Linked DNA regions of Rattus norvegicus: region 2 is linked to region 1. A link is a contact called in public Hi-C data. All regions are on one chromosome and are shown on one strand. Each heading gives the region's core, a stretch centred on a gene start, on an enhancer-like site or on the middle of the called end of the contact. The rest is flanking DNA. Distances are from core to core; before and after follow the strand shown. Region 1 overlaps Ralgps2 (Ral GEF with PH domain and SH3 binding motif 2). Region 2 has its middle 41 kb from the start of Tex35.

The links. Hi-C and Micro-C count contacts between places; a contact is called where the count stands out from the background.
Region 2: a Hi-C map of liver shows a contact between it and region 1, with 4 times the contacts expected there. The contact joins two enhancer-like sites. A contact is called at or near these places in 12 of 12 Hi-C or Micro-C datasets (the A7r5 cell line, the Rat2 cell line, Schwann cells and 7 more) and 1 of 1 datasets of contacts at active chromatin or transcription factors (oligodendrocytes).

Annotation. Positions count from the first base shown.
Region 1 is chr13:71,583,708-71,586,342 of GRCr8, forward strand. All of the region lies in intron 1 of Ralgps2 (Ral GEF with PH domain and SH3 binding motif 2), which reads right to left. Among named protein-coding and RNA genes, the nearest start is that of Ralgps2, 22 kb to the right of the region's middle. Within about 2 kb of position 1,289, at least 2 of the 93 cell types and tissues checked have an H3K27ac peak or open chromatin away from gene starts, as enhancers often do. A contact at or near this core is called in liver, where this site is marked.
Region 2 is chr13:71,740,377-71,743,011 of GRCr8, forward strand. No RefSeq gene overlaps it. Among named protein-coding and RNA genes, the nearest start is that of Tex35, 41 kb to the right of the region's middle. Within about 2 kb of position 1,330, at least 5 of the 93 cell types and tissues checked have an H3K27ac peak or open chromatin away from gene starts, as enhancers often do. A contact at or near this core is called in liver, where this site is marked.

The DNA.
Region 1 (2,635 bases), core at 39-2,538:
CCTGCTCAGCTCTAACTGGTTCAAACTTTTAGAGTTTCTCAGATTTTGGAAGACTTATGCAGATGCTACCAGTTGAATAATAGCTTCCTATTGTGAAGTGTTTCAGATTTTCTAAGAATACTTAGTATCTATAAATGTCATCAGCTTATTCAAAAATATAAAATATATTCTCAGTTCAGGACTAAAATGTCACTTATCCTTGGTAAAAATATAAGCTGTACTTAACTCTAAATCTGAGAGTAGCAAGAATTTCAAACAATGGTAGCAGTTCACATGGACATGAGCACACCCTGAAAGTGTGAGAAAACGAGTTCTGGGCAGACTCCCATTGCTTGAAGCTAACCATAATGACAGGGTTAGCAATTTCACACACCACCCAAGAAGCAAAGGGGGAAAGCGCTGGAGATGTTAGGTGAACCTACTTCATGTGCAGAGTATCACGTCAGAACAACTACACCAACCACTTCCCAGGAAGCTTTGCTCACTCGCTCAATGACTGTTTAAGCTAAGCGTCTATTTATACTTTACGTTTGTTTCTAAATGCTTAAGGCATACATTAAGAAGTGTGAGAAAGGTTTTCCAAACTAAGTCAGCATATTAAATTAGAAGGGAGGGGGTGAGGCAGCTTCTTTTATCCTTTTATCCTGTAGCCATTTAGTGCCTGAGCTGGAGCACAGCACATGGTATTAAAGGTAAAACATTGACACACCGGCCCACCACCAGGGTGGGGCACACCGGCCCACCACCAGCGTGGGCACATGCCCATAAATACCACCCCCCCACACACACGAAGTTGTAATTTAAGATAACAAAAGAATTCTTTTAAAAAGTATACAGAGTGAGCAGTCTACGTTTATGTTTATAATTTATTCATAATATCATGTAATTATATAATTTTTATATATATATATATATATATATATATATATATATATATATATATAACATCAGCTATTAGTGGAAAAAGAGGCCATAAATATGAAAGAATAAGAAGGAGTACATAGGAGGGAGGAAAAGGAAGGGGAAATAATACAATTATATTATAATCTCAAAAAAGAAAAGAAAAGAACTCTAACCGCTACTATACCAAAGTATGCACATAGGTTAACTATAAATAAATGTGCTCTAAACATTGTTTTGCTATGTAGTTTTGCTGGGAGTTTATACATTCTGGTCAGATTCTGTGCTCAAGACTGGCTCTTAGAAGTCCACTTGACTCACAATACTGTGTACCGAGCGAGGGTTTGTTTGAGCATGCTTATATAACACTAGCAATCAAAGCATGGAAACAACCCAACTGAATCCCAGGTAGATTCAAATGTCTGGCAAAGCGTGCTGCTGTGGAACCATGAGAGAACACGATGGCGTGGGAACAAAGCGGACTTACGGCCAGTTCTTCTAGGTCTCCGGCTTGCTGTGGATGTGTCTTGGGACTTCTCAGTCTCTCTAACTATGGCCCAGCTCCTTAATGTATGCACATGCATACATGTTGTACATATGTGTATAAAAGGCATTAAAATAGCTTTTTTTACCTATAAAAAAATCTTCTAGTAAAATATATACATAATTTTAAAGGGATACACACACACACACGTGTGTGTACGTATGTATATATGTATGTATGTACCTACCTATCTTCTTGGTTGTTTCCGTGAAAAATCCTGGTATGCTATTCTTATAATTTTACTTCTAGTTTATACTATTTCCAAATACATAATATGAAAGGAAATTAAATTCTCCTGAATTACAAAACTCTTCACCTTGAAAAATTCAGTTATTAAAGCAAACTACATGTCTAATAAAAAGCACAGCTCTTACCAACAGATGGCGATAGAGCTCGCTTGTTCGGTAACAGGAGAGCCAGTCAGAATGTGCTCATGAATGGCTTTCTGGGCTGAGCTACATAAATACAAGTACTTTTACCTGAAGCTAAAGGAAAGAATAATAGAGATGGACGTTACGGGAAAGATAAAGGTATTTTAAAGATCTCAACTCAGGTTGTATTTCCAATTCCAGATCTTTCAGCATTTTGATACCACCTCATTCCTAGGCATGCTCCTCAACCCTTCTGCTCCCAATGGAGAATCATAGCGACAGAAACTTGCTGTAACATGATGAAAACAATGCCGTAGCTTTCAAATGTGTTACAAGGAACGGAAGAGAAATAAAGAAAAGATAAACATATCTGCTAACCCACTGCTTCACTCCATTTCTCAAGATTTTCTGTGAGAGAGCACCAACCCAATGCTGAGATCATGTACGCCAATCTATACCGTTGACGGCAGAGAAGGGTTTTAATCGGGTATGTTTGCTAATCCTTGGCACTTTCTGCATTGCCAGACCATCTTTCCTTACCAATCCTTTCTGATATGCTCAACTGCTGAAAATGACAGAGTGGCAGGAGATAAATAACTAATCTGTCTGTCTGTCTGTCTGTTCTCTTGCTCACTCTCTTTTAACAGCAGTTCATTACAAGAACAAACAATATAGTTAATAGTATAAACAAAAGCTAAGAGGGGCAAAAAAAACCTCTATAAGATAGACAATAGCTTGAGTGTAATAGAGAGCAAAATTCAAGAAAGAAATTCAAGTATGAGTACCAAGTGTGGAGAAATTGGTATAAAGAGTGATCACA
Region 2 (2,635 bases), core at 80-2,579, 160 kb after region 1:
GTGTCCCCCACAGTTCCTGTATTGTCAGTTCTGTCTCCAGTGCAATGGAGCTGAGAGGTGCCTGGCTTAAGTTGCAAGGGTTCTGCCTTCCTGAATGAATGACTGAGTGAATGAGTGAATGAATGAATGAATGCTGTACAGTGCAGTTCCCTCCTCTCTCAGTCTTGCCCCCTCTTGTTCCCCCTGTTGGAATGATGAATATGAGGGCCCTCACCAGGGGCCAGCCCCATGTTCTTGGATCTCTCAGTGCCCAGAAATGATTAATTACCCACTCTTGGGCAATCCAGCAGCAGAAAACCAAGCAAGCCTGCCGGGACCTGCGTGTTTCCACGTGCCCCATAGAGCAGACCTGAGTGGGTGACATGTGGGCTTCGTCTCACTTCACTATCAACTCCTGGAGAGGCCAGGCCACAGGCAGAGCTGTGTGGGAACGATGCCCTACAGGGGGAACCAAGACCAGGAAGGGCCAGCAGGTCCTTTGCCTTTTCCCCTACTCTGTGGTATGATGGCTCTGCCTGGACGTCTAAAAGGTTCCCTGTGTGCCTGAGTGCTCTAGCAGGGATAGCTGGCTACCCTTCCCTTCTCCCATCCTTCTCTCCCCCTGCACTGTCCTGTGACCCCTCCAAGCCCAAACACACCAAATGCTCAGACATTCCTCTTTGCGACAGTCACCGGAACCATTCCCGTCTCCTGCTCTTTCTGTGCAAGGACCTATTATTTCTATGAGGCCTTTGGACTTGAGGCCCAGGTCCCCTCTCTGGTGAAGGCGGTCTATCGAACGATGCCAGCCACCAGCCCCTCTCAGGCCACCGTTCAGCGCGGGGCTCCGAACCAGGTACTCTAACTGGACCCAGCACGACACATACTCACCAGGATCATAGTGAAGCTCTTGAAGTAACGCCATTTTCTAAGGCTCAAGGGTCCCACCCACAATGACACGGACCTCTTTAATGTAAAAGGGCAACGAAGAAAAGTTAATGTTCTTCATATTTAAAAACAAGGCAGAGTGGCACACGTCTGTAATCTCCCAGTGCTTTGACGAGGCTGGGGTAAAACTATCTCAAGTTTAAGACCTGCCTGGGCTACGGAGCAAGGCTGTCACAGAACAAAAGCCAACCATGGAAAGGTGAGTAGCTTTTGTACTGTAGTCCCAGTCTGCCCTGCAAATCTCCATAAACAGGAGCAGCAAAGTCCCAAGCTGTGTGGAGTCAAAGCAACTTTCAGTTGCTGTTACCAGAAAAGTAAGTCCCAGGCTTAAACAGCGGCCTTTGGGATCGGCCGTCATTTCTGCTCTTCTCTTCCAGGAATCTGTCACTGCTCGCATTGGTAACTTTATCAGATTGGCCATGGAGTGGCTGAGGCTGAGGTCAGGGCAGAACTGAAACCTGAGCATTCATTCCTAGGGAGTGGCCCCGGCTTGTCCCTCAAATGAGAGCTGCTATGGGGAGCAGGGGCAGCTGGAGCCAGCAGGAGGAGAAAGGAGAGAGAGAGAGAGAGAGAGAGAGAGAGAGAGAGAGAGAGAGCCCAAAAAACAAACAAACAAACAAACAAAAAAAAAACCCCAGGGGACCTGCAAGGAGCCGCAAATTCCAAGGCAGCCTGCAGCCTTCTTCTGGCTCCTTCGATCCTCCTACAGCCAGAGCAGCCTCCTGAGCTCTGCTGGCCTTCGTAGATGGTTCTTCCTCTCTGTGGAGTTCTTGATCCTGTCTGGCCTTTCCCCCATGTCTCTCCATAGTGCACTTCGGATCATCAGTATAGATGGTAGGACCATGATTCCTGGTGTAGGTCGCCTACAGTGAGTGCCTGCCCAGTCACCTTTTTCCAATACCACCTTCTGGGATTCTGTATCTGCCTCTGTTCTCAAGCAGCCTGCTTCCTTTGTTTTTTCCCTGATGTTTTTGCAGATTAGAAGGTGACAATGTTTTCCTTGCAGTTAATATGCTGGGTCCTGGGGGCTGGAGAGATGGCTCAGCAGCTGAGAGCCTGGGCTGCCCTTGCAGAGAATCCAGTTTGGTTCCCAGCACCCAGCATAAGGTAATTCACAGCCACCTGTAACCCCAGCTCTAGGGATCTGATCCCCATCCACAGACACATATATACTTAAAAATAACAACTGGGAAATAGATCTCTACAAAGCTCCTAGATCCCGGCTTGCCTTCCGACCTGTGGAGCCGATTCTCTTTAGTTACAGCCGCAGCTGGGGGCTAGGTTACAACACAAGGGGCAACAGAAACTCTGCATGGTCAAGGCCCGGTGTTTTATCCTTGATGTTGAAAAAAAAAAAGGTGGAAGCAGTTCTTTTCAACTGTTTCTGGACCTTATTATAGCTACTAGTTAAGGCAAGTTACCATTTAAAGAGTCTTGTAAAAGGATACAATGTATTTGCATAATCCCTGAACATTGTACCGATGGTTATTCAAAGCGAAAACAGGTCAGCATTTAGATGCTTAACCAATTTTCTTTCGCTTGCCTGTCCATAATATTATAAAGGTCACGGACTTTCCCTTCCATAGCACTGCATTCATAACTACGTGAGCACCTTTGCACAATCCTCTGTCAGTGGAAGGAGGGATTTCCACAGGAATCAGCAACACCAGCTGGCCAATAGCTCCCCTAAGGGCTTGTTAACGAATCT